2 separate regions of the Mus musculus genome follow, and region 1 is linked to region 2. Evidence: chromatin contacts called from public HiChIP or PLAC-seq data. All regions are on one chromosome and are shown on one strand. The core of a region is the stretch at or near the end of the contact, and the rest is flanking DNA. Distances in the headings are between cores, read along the strand shown. Region 1 overlaps Skap1 (src family associated phosphoprotein 1). Region 2 overlaps Abi3 (ABI gene family, member 3).

What was found. HiChIP or PLAC-seq counts read pairs in DNA pulled down with a chosen protein or histone mark.
Region 1: a contact with region 2 is called in a FOXA1 HiChIP or PLAC-seq map of pancreatic cancer cells. The contact joins two enhancer-like sites. A contact is called at or near these places in 1 of 39 promoter capture datasets (hippocampal neurons), 4 of 115 datasets of contacts at active chromatin or transcription factors (embryonic forebrain, forebrain, pancreatic cancer cells and 1 more) and 1 of 9 other capture datasets (macrophages).

The regions. Positions count from the first base shown.
Region 1 is chr11:96,745,334-96,750,665 of GRCm38.p6, forward strand. All of the region lies in intron 10 of Skap1 (src family associated phosphoprotein 1), which reads left to right. Among named protein-coding and RNA genes, the nearest start is that of Snx11, 30 kb to the right of the region's middle. Within about 2 kb of position 2,383, at least 52 of the 459 cell types and tissues checked have an H3K27ac peak or open chromatin away from gene starts, as enhancers often do. A contact at or near this core is called in pancreatic cancer cells, where this site is marked.
Region 2 is chr11:95,834,465-95,840,151 of GRCm38.p6, forward strand. It overlaps Abi3 (ABI gene family, member 3), which reads right to left. Exons shown (of 8, transcript NM_025659.4): 2 at 2,606-2,773; 3 at 1,314-1,490. Among named protein-coding and RNA genes, the nearest start is that of Abi3, 5.1 kb to the right of the region's middle. Within about 2 kb of position 2,782, at least 58 of the 459 cell types and tissues checked have an H3K27ac peak or open chromatin away from gene starts, as enhancers often do. A contact at or near this core is called in pancreatic cancer cells, where this site is marked.

The DNA.
Region 1 (5,332 bases), core at 1,133-3,632, 910 kb after region 2:
TCATCCCAAGACAGGATGGTCATTCCAGGTCATGTCTGTGCTACTCCAGGGGAGCCATGGAAGAGCTTATACAAATAGGAACCAGCAGGGAGGAGAGAAATTAAAATGTAGCAATCATGGAGTAGGGGTATTTAATCTCTTTTAAGGCTTATGATAGGCGCCTGCTGGTTTTCTCCCTGATGTCCCCTGACACCTACTGACAGGGTATTTACAGCACCACACAGAGGCTCAAGGCCCTGTGACAGGAGGAACACTGAGGAGGCCTATCATAGTCTTGAAACCATAAACAGCAATAGGAAGACACTGGAGGCAGAGTCAAGCTGTGTGACATGCCTGTTGTTGATGACCATACTGCTTTTTGTTTATAGGATCGGCTGTTCTTTTTATGGCAGGTCTGGTGGGTTGGTTTTGTTGTTGTTTTGGGTTTTTTTGGCTTTGTTTTTTCTTGTTGATTGTGATCAGCAGCATACATCCCTTTAGGGCTGTGTGCCATCCCCCATAAACACTTCTGATTGTGGGTGACAGTGAGCACTGTGTGCAACTCAGGTTCATCCAACCTGCCATTCACCCAAGCCAATCGTCCCTCTGTCCTGATCATGGAGACCAAACACCAACTTTCATTTTCAAAACCTCTTCGCTGGGAGTGGAAGGGGTTCAGGGAGATCTGACAAGGTTCAAGTTGAGAGAAACAGATGTTTCATCAAAAGTGGAAAAAAGCAACATGCCATATTTATTTCTTCCAGATGAGATGTGATGTGAAGCAGAACATGTGAGGAGTTTTGTTGTGGGGTCTTGGTTTGTTTGTTTGGGTTTGGGTTTTTTTTTTAATCTAGAACTTATTCAAGTAATAATTCGGTACCATTAAGACCATTAAACCCAGCACTGGGGAGGCAAAAGCAGGCAGATTTCTGGGTTCGAGACCAGCCTGGTCTACAGAGAGAGTTCCTGAACAGCCAGGACTACACAGAGAAACCTTGTCTCGAAAACAAACAAACAAACAAAAACAAACAACAACAAAAAGACCATTAAAGTCTCACCTTTAGCCTTCATAGTATACAGAGTCATGGAGTGGAGAACATGTGTAGTTTGGATGCCCCAGTGATATATACAATGATATGTATAGGTATGTGTCCCCAGTTTGAAGGTAGAGACACTTCTGCGTTGAAGAAGTCTGTACATCTCCTGGGAGCCTCAAAGCACTCTTCCCAATTTTTTTCCAAACAGCTGGGCCAAGAGAAGTTCAGATTTTATGGGGAAAACATTGATCCCAGAAATTCAGTTCAGTTCGATCCTAAAAACTAAAACCCAAGAATCAGCAACTTAATAAAAAAAGCAGTAAATTAGCACCTCTAGACAGTAGAAGAGTTCATTCAGAGCTTGGGTCTGCCTGGCTGAGCCAGTATTCTCTCCATTTTAATAGTTTAATAAAAATTAGCATAATTAACGAACATCTGTATGATCCAGAGTGGTGCAATTTGGCACTTGGAAACGAGGGCTTAAACATGATTGCTGTGAGTTTAATGTTGTTTTAATTCTTTTTGGCACTGTGCAGTGAAATAAACGTTTGGTGGTGATAGTTCTCGGCCGGATCTCATTTGCATTTTTCTCCCCTTGATTATGAGCAATTGTGGACTCCCCAGCAATTCATCAAAGTAGAAATTATTTTAAAATACCTCGTGGTGTTCAGACTGGGCTGGAGCAATGCATGGGGGGTGGTAGTGGGAGAGAAGGCTCGAAATTTCCATTCATGCTTTAAACCGCAGCCCTGCAGCCCTTTCTTCGGTATCCAGCCAGGGGATGAAATCTGGAAAAGACAGTCGGATCCCAGGACCTGTAGGTGCTTTGATTAAGCTCCCAGGCTTCCACAGCATGACACATATGGTCTCTGAGACTCTGCTCTCCTCTTCACTCTTCTGCCGGCTCTTTTGTTTTGAAGGGCAGAGAGCTGCTCTCAACTCGTTTCTGGTCTCACCACTGTGCTGAGCCCACTCCATCTGTGGTCGGCAGGTCAGCGCTCCCCTCGAGCAAGAGCAACCTGACTGGGAGCCTGGCCTTGGCAGGTGCCCTGCTGAGTCTCATCTGCTTCCAGTGTGCACCCTCTATGAGTTGACAGAGAGTACATCTCCAAGGCTTGGTCCCTCCTCCTGGCATCACAGCCAAAGGAGTCTGCAAAGTGTGAGTCAAAAGTCAAGGGTCATCTCAGCTAATCCCCGTAGGGCCAGTGCTTTATGGGAAGCCCTGCAACCTCACGGACACAAAAGCTTGACTTGAGGGAGTTAACTTTGGTCAGAAGACAGTCCGCCTCACCCTCTCTCTGCCTTTGAGAAAGCAAAGGAGCTGAGGCTAGTTCTTATGAGTTGTTGTGAGAGAGGAAGTCAGAGAGTCACAGCAAAGCCACGCAGATGTAGACATTCCTGTGGCTTGGCAAACATGGGGCAGCTCTAGGAGCAAACCTAAGACAGGAAGGATGAAGATGCAGTTCAGACTGAAAAACAAGCTAAAGGCAGAAACTGGGCTGACTTCAGCATGGGAAAATGAACCATGATGTCACTTGCATTGAGCTGTACTTTGAAATGTCCTGTCAGACACAGACTGAGGTAGCCTGAGTGAGTGTCATATGCAGACACACTAAAGAGGGAGGTGGCCTGGTGGGGGGAAGAAATGAGGAATAGTGCAAAGAGTGATGGACAGAAGCATTCAGTTATATAAGACGATGTTGTTGTTGTTTGGGGTTTTTTTTCTTTTTGCCTGTGTAAGTGGGTGTGTAAATTTTCACATGGGTATATACAGGTGCACATGCATGTGTGTATGTGTGCATATATGTAAAGGCCTGAAGTAGATATTAAGTGTCTTTCTTCTTCTGTGTGTTTGTTTTTTGGGTTGGTTCGGTTTGGTTTGTTTCTTTGTATTTTGAGCAGAGTCTCTCTGTATAGCCCTGGCTGTGTTCCACCAGTCTGGCCTTGAACTCACAGAGCTCCATCTGCCTCTGTTTCCCGAGTGCTAGGACTAAAGGTGTGGACCACCACAACCGGCTCTGGGTATCTTTCTTGATTGATTTCTATGTTACGCATTGAGGCAGGGCCTCCCTTGAGCCCAGAGCATCTAGCTGGCCTTCTGCTTCTGCTTCCCGTGTGCTGGGATTACCAGCAGCTGCTGTGCCCACCTGGCATTTATATGGACGCTGAAGATTGGAACTCAGGTCTTCATATTTGAAAGAGAGGCACTTCAGCTATTGAGCAGCTTTCCTATCCTCTACCGCGTTTGCGTTGGGTGTGATCATGTGTATACGTGTTTTGATTTGGGGAGGGGGTGGTTTTAGGTTTCTTTTGTTGGTGGTAGTTTGGCTTTTGATTTTGTTTGTTTGTTTGTTTTTGAGACAGTGTTTCACTTTGTAACCCAGGATGGTCTTGAATTCATAGCAATCTTTACTTCAGCCTCTACAATGCTGGGATGACAGGTATGAGCTATCACGCTCAGCTCCTTTTAGGACCTTTTAAAGTTCAGTCTTGGGGCTGGATAGATGGCTAAGCATTGGCATGGTTGAGAGTATCTGCTATTCTTACAGAGAATCCAAGTTTGGTTCCCAGTACCCACATGTGGCAGCTGACAACTGCTTATAACTCCCGTTCCAAGGGATTCAACACCCTCTTCTGGCACATGTGCATAGATAAATACATATGTAGATAGAATGATAGCTAGATAATAGATGGATAGATAGATGGATGGATGGATAGATAGATAGATAGATAGATAGATAGATAGATAGATAGATAAGTTGATATGATGTGATATGATTTATATGATATCACAGTCTTAGTAAGTTCTGGGCTAACTTGAGCTAATAAGTGAGAGAGGCTCTGCTCCAAAAGGGAAACAAGTCCTTAAAGGATTAGTTCAGTAGTCACTCACTGTCTCATGACTGTGGCATCTGAGACTTAGCAGGTAGGAAGCCATTTGGGGCCACTGTCTCCAAATGCAGCTGGTCTCTTCCTGCCACAACCTGTTCAGTCACTGGGGAAGTATGTAGGAGTTGGTTTAGATGCAGTCTGTTCAGTTGAGAGTGCAAATTCTTACTGCCCTGACATTTCTCCGTGGCCTCACTTAAAATGCATTTCTCAGACCCACTCTGTGCTTCCTGCTAAGAGCTCAACAAACAAAACCAAGAAGGGCCAGCCAGCGTTTAAAAAACGTGCCTGTCCTAGTTAGCATTAACTGTGAACTTGACATAGTCTACAATCATTTGGGGGTGGGGGGAGTCTGGATTTAATAATTTTTTATCGCATTGTTCTGTGGTCATATCTATGACAGATTGTCTTCACAGACTTTTTTTTTTTTATATATGCTTTGCCTGCATATATGTCTATGTACCATCCTGGGTACCTGGTGCATGCGGAGGTCAGAAGGGGGAATTGGATCTCCTGGAACTGGGGTTATGGACAGTCATGAGGCACCGTGTGGATTCTAGGAATTGGACCTAGGTCCTCTGGAAGAGCAATCAGTGCTCTTAACCACTGAGCCACCTCTCCATCCCTGCCTTGAGGGTACCATCCATAGGCACTGGTCAAGGCATCCACAGGCTATGAGCAAGCCAATTGGTGAGCCAGCAGCAGCATTCCTCCATAGTTGCAGTTCCTATCCTGGCTTCTCTCAGTAGTATGGAAGTATAATATAAAATAAACTCTTTTCTACTTGTCTTAGTTACAATGTTATTGCTAAGAAGAGACACCATGACCAGGGCCACACTCATTTAAAATGCATTTAATCCGGGCTTGTTCGCAGTTTCAGAAGGTTAGCCCATGACCATCATGGCAAGAAGTAGACAAGCCAGGCTCTGGAGTAGTAGCAGAAAGATTTATGCCCTGAGCAGCAGGCAGCAGGCAGGGGTGGGGGTTGCGGGACTAGACATGGCATGAGCTTTTGAAAGCCTATTCCCAGTAATGTACCTTCTCCAAAACACCACACCCCCTAATCCTTCCGGGGTGCCATTCTCATTCAAACCACACCACTCCTCTAAGTTGCTTCTGGTCAGAGTGTTTTACCACAGCAACAAAACAGAAACTAGACAATATCTAAACCAGGTGTGGTGGTAAACATCTGTAGTCCTGGCACTCGAAAGGCAGAAGGATCAGGAGTTCAAGGGCAGCCTGGGCTACACAAGCTGTATAAAAAGAAAACGGAGAGGGCACTGGGCACTTCCCATCCAGCAATTAGCACTGAGCAGAAGGCAGTGTGGTGAACTCTTCTGGGAAAGCATAGGGTTTTCACAGTAGATAATAGAACGGAGCCCTCAGACACAGTCAGAGTGGCCGGAGGATGCATCTTAGAACGCGTG
Region 2 (5,687 bases), core at 1,532-4,031:
AATGGGGGAGGGGAGCGGAGGGCGAGAACTGGGAGGGCTAGCCAGACTCAGCAAGTTCCTACTTCCACTTCTCAGCCCTCCTCCCGTCCTAACCCTACCCCCACCCCTTAGGCCTGCAGCAGGTCCCCCAAAGCCGTCCCACAGAAAACAACCCGCAGCACAGACGCCGTCTGAAGGCCACTTCCTCTGCACAGCCACAGTGACTGAGTTGCCCTTTGCAACCCCACACTATCTCAAATTCTCAGGGATCTGGGTGGCTTGGTGGTCCTTAGCTCTGATTTAGCTTGTACTCCAGCGCGAGCTAAGGAGCCTCACATACGGGGGGGGGGGGGACTCCTTGTTTCCCAGAAACCTATGGAAGTGACCGTCCCCAAATTCAAGGCAGAGGGATGGCAGAAGCCAAGACACTTAGGAGAGTCTCAATGATGGGGTGCAATCCCAAAGCCAAGAGACACCTCTGAAACTGGGACTTCCCCCAGCGTGAGCAGGGGAGGGGATGGTGTGGGGGAGGTCATGTTCTCTGTCACCCTGCCCCACTAGAGGCAAGACGGGAATTACAGGATAAAGGATAAGTTGGAGGCTGGGTACATAGCTCAGGATGGAGCTTCTGCTGAGTTTATAGAAGGCCTGGGTTCCACCCAGGGCACCATCAAAAGAAAAACAAAAGATAAGAAGGCTGGACAGGAAAAAGGAACGGATAGAGAGAGCTGGGAACTGAAGGAAAGAGGTATTTTCTCTCCTGGGGGTCTGGCATAGTATCAAGGGGTTAAGACCCAGGAAAGCTTCTAATCTAATCTGACATGAAGCAGTTGGGCACAGTGTGATAAGGTCCCCTCCGCCAACTCTTTTTGTTGCTGCCTCCTGTCCCTATCAGCAGCATTCTGGAGTGACTTCTTAGAGCAATGACCTCAAACCCCCAGACAGAGGAAGTCGCTATTCTCATGTGGCTGAGGAGAGGTTCTCATGCGTGCCCTGACACCCTTCCCCCTCCTCCCCCTCTTCCCCTTCTCACACACACACACACACACACACACACACACACACACACACACACACACACCACACACACGACCCACTGTGGGGTGGGAGTGGGGGGTGGGGCCGGGACAGCTTATGATCTTCCAGGAGCAGTGTCTGAGTAGAGGGAAGTTAAGGACCTAGGGAGAGTGGAGTTTAGGCCACGTGTCCTGGAGTGTGGAGAGGAAGAAGGGGATGTGAGGTCGTACAAAAGCTTGGGGAAAGGCGAGACGAGAGGGAGCTAGCTGTACGGCAGGACAGGGTGGGCAGTGGGGGGTCAGCAGGGTTTCCCTTACCTTGACTCCGTGGCCAATGTCATCCAAGCAGGCAAAGTTGAGGGGTTTTCTGTGGTAGGGAGTGAGGGAAGGCAGGCTCTCAGGAGGGATGACTTTCTGGTTAGAGGGCAGCCGCACAACAGTGGCCAAAGTGCCGATCTCCCTTCTAGCTACCTTCTCCATATGCATGTTTACCATCTGCACGACAGGGTCGGGAGGTGGGAGGAGACCGTGAGAAACAGCCTGTACAACACCATTCCCTTTAAAAGAGGGAGAAAGCTAACTAACGGGAGGCAGAGGGAGGCAGGTAGAGCTCTGTGAGTTTGAAGCCAACCTGGTCTATATGATGAGTTCTAGGCTATCCAGGGCTACATAGTGAGAACCCCCATCTCAAAGCAGGGGAGGAGGAAAGAATGGGGGTCATGGGGGGACCAGAGAGAGTCCCATGGCCATGCAGCCATTGGAGAAAGAAGAGCAGCAGAGGATGGAGCCACTTTGGAGCGACTTCCGGGTAGAAGAGAATGAAGGTTATTATTAGCTGTGCAGGAACCAGAAGAAAAGGGAGGGAAAAAAAATCCCTGGGGTTGCTGGACAGCAACCAAAGGACAGGGCAGGCTTTGGTGCAGATGGGCATTCCGTGGAGGTGGCAGAGAACTGTAACTAAATCAGCTGTCCCCTTCAGGGAACAAGTACGGGAATTAGCTTCCTCTCCAAATGTTCCCTCAGGCCTTGAGGGACGGGACCTTGGGTCTTCAGGAAGAAGAGGAAAACACACCCTATACACTGACCCCTCAGGGACCTATGGTCAGACCAAAAGAACTCCCACATGTTTTGTGGGGTCAAGGATCCAGGAAGGACGGCTGAGAGTATTTATGAGCCAAGGGTAGGTATTTATGAGCCAAGGGTGGGGACTCTGTATGGTGTTGGCACGGATTCCTGTGGGGCTGACGATGGGCTTGCCTGGCCTGCGTGGAGGGCATTTATTAATCATTGGATGTGTTCCAATGAAGACAGGGTGGCCTTTGGTCTCTCCTGCTCTCTGCAGGTACTATGAAGAGCAAACAAAGAAAGCTTTTAGAGAGAGAGAGAGAGAGAGAGAGAGAGAGAGAGGGAGAGAGAGAGAGAGAGAAACTTTGTATCTAATGGGGTAGCAAGAACAACACTGAGACACAGCCATGATAGATGTCTCCAAAGTCTGGAATGTGCCAACTTTCTGCAGTCCGGTTGGCCAGGTGGGCATGGAGAAATGTAGGGCTATTTGAGTGGGACTGAAGAGCCAGGACAGAAAGAGGGATGCCTTCCCACATCCTTACCTGGCCCAGTGTGCTCATCTTGGCTTCTACCTGCCGCAGGGCAGCACCCTGTAGATCCAGCATTCGAAGAGTATGCCCGGCCAGGTTACCCACTTGGTAGGCCACACTGGCTAGGGCCTGGGTGGTGAAAGCCATCGTCTCTTCCAGCGCCTTCCGCTTGTCTGTGGCCTGAAATACACACAGCCTTGGCCCGAGGCCAGCACATTCCACTGCTTCCTTGGCAGAGTCGGATGGAGCCAGAAGAGAATCTAAGGAAGGCCAGAGCTGAACTTGGAGAAAGCTGCGGTCCTTAGATGCCTGAGGTAGCTTTCCAGAAGGATGGTGTTGGAGTAAGTGGGGCATGGGAGGAGAGTGCAAGGAACATTGGGAAAGCAGATCGCAGCCTGAGAGAACTGGCTGTGAGAGTCGGGGCAGGAATCCTGTCCTCCAGTAGTTGAGGTGAGGCCAGAGTTGAGAGGACCCTACTGCCTCCCTCAGCAAGTGTCTCCTGGCAGGCTGGCTGGTGACAGGAAGGGGAAGGCGATGCTGGCTAGGGGAGACATTCAGCCACTTAAAACTCAACCAGCCAATAGCAGGCTCTTACCTATAAACCAAAGTCCTCAAACCAAAGTAAGGCCAGGAGAGACAGCCCCCTACTGACCTTGCACTTCCTTAGCCCCAACCCTCAGGAAGGTGTATAGGAACCGAGAGATGGGCAGCGTGTCCCAGAGCCAAATGACTTCATCCTCTCATTGCCGCTGACAGCTTTCTAACATGCTTCGCTTCTTTTCCTTCCTTCTTTTCTTTTCTTTTCTTTCTTTCTTTTTTTTTTTTTGAAACAGGGTTTCATGTAGTATAGGCTCACATTCTCTGTGTAGCCAAAGCTGGTTGGCCTTGAACTCCTGATATCCTTCTGCCTCCATCTCCTATGTGCTAGGATTAGAGGTGTGTGCCATGGCACAGTTGGCATTACTGCTGTTGCTGGTACTACTACTACTACTACTACTACTACTATGTTTTTTGAGACAGAGTAGCCTTGGCTCTCCTGGAACTCACTCTGTAGACCAGGCTGGCCTTAAACTCAGAGATCCACCTGCTTCTGCCCCCTGAATGCTGGGATCAAAGGTGTGTGACATCTCCACCCGCCCATGCACAGTTGGCTTTAAGATACTATCTTCTGCCTTACACACACATCCCTTGCTTCTCTCTAGCCACACTAGCTCCTGGCGTTCTAATCCCTAGAAGGAGAGATTGTGTTCCTACCTCAGGGCCTTGGCGCCTACACTTCTTAGAGCTCTTCTCACTAGATGGTTCCAGCGTCTCCACTTCTCTCAGTGCCCTAAGCTTTTACCCAGCTCGCATTTATGACGTATCATATTTGCCCTGTTCTTTCTTTTTCTTTTCACCCCTCCCTCATCCAAATATCAACACCCTGAAAACAGAGCTGGTCCATTCCGTTTTGCATCCTATGCTGGCATAGTCCTCAGCACACAGAAGATACTTAATACATGTGCATTTGTTGGCTGGTTGACAGGCCAAAGGAGAACCCAACACGAGGTGGGCAGCTTCCTACGGCATGCCAGACACTGGCCAGGGCCACACTGCCAGTCACTGGGAAAGGGATGACCAGAGAGTGGCTAAAGACAAAAGAGGGCTTTTTTTGGTCCCAGACCAGACCTTCAGGCCTGGGTCTCTTGCTTCACCAAACAGCTTCCTCCTTTCCCGTCAACCATGAGCACGGAAGCCTGTCCTTTTGGGTGGTGTGGGGAGGTAGAGGTGAGACCAAGGCAAATTAGAAGGGGCAGTGTACTGACAGGCAAGGCTGCACCCCTGTGGCCTCCTTGCTTGGGATTTTGTGTGCTCCATGGGCCCCACCACTGGTGCTATAAGAGTTGTATCCTCTGTGAGATTCCTCTGGGTTCCCCTCATGCAACCTGAACTAGAGAGAACCTTCTGGAAAAACCCGCGCCATGGTCCTTCCCTTCCCTGCTTTTCTGTTCTGACAGCAGGAAACCGATGTTCATTTGTGTGCTGATTTACATGTCATCTGCATATGCAATAAAATTTACATCTCATCAGCATATGCCACCCAAAATATTGGCTAAGCAGAGAAGCTAGAGAGGGCTGCAGGCTTCGCTCTAGGTCTTTGTTTCATAGGTAAGAAAACAGGCTCCCTCTGCCTGGTACCCAGCCTGGCACATGGACTTTGCAACCCAAACAAGAAAGGTGCCTGTTTGGGCCCAGCTCTGGGTTCCTCTAGCCCAGATGTTTCTAACTAACCTCTAGCTTTAAACTTGTCCCAAAGTCAGGTCTGGAGGAGCAAGGGCCTGAGATCCTTCACCTAAGCTGTCATGCAAATGACCCTGTTTTTACGCTCAGTCAACCCTGACCTATGCTGACCCATCTGCCTCCTGCATGGGCTTCTGACACTTAGTTGGGGAAAGATGGGACAGAGACTTTATTAAAGACATCACCCCAAATTTTTCCTCTGTAGACAGTCAGGGATGGCTAGGGGCCAGAACTCTACACAAAAGAATCCAGGGATTCCAACCTGGGTCTCGGGGCTTCCGATACCCTGAGTGTGTTTGCAAAGGCTGTCACCTGGATAGAATGGGACTTTATCACTAGCACGTGCCTTTTATCCTTCTGAAATGGTAATAGAAGCCACAGCAGATACACTTATTTATTCTGCCCTTCTTAAAGGATGATGGGCCCTGGGCAAATGGTTTAACACACTGTTCCAATTAGTACTTGTAACCAGCCTAGAGAAGGTATAGAGTTTAATTGGAACCCCATCCCACCCCCAAATGGTAGCACAGGCCTGGAATAGTCTTTGGGGGGATTTGGGGGGAAGCTGGGCAGGTCATAAATTCAAGGCCAGCCTGAGCTACAGAGTGGCAATATTGGAAGGAAGGATGGAAAAAAGAAAGAAGGAAAGAAAGAAAGAGAGAGAGAGAAAGACAGAAAGAAAGAGAGAAAGAGAGAGAGAGAGAAAGAAAGAAAGAAAGAAAGAAAGGAAGGAAGGAAGGAAGGAAGAAAGGAAGGAAGGAAGAGAGAGAGAGAAAGACCCCTCAATGGGAAACATACTACACATTTCTACGTA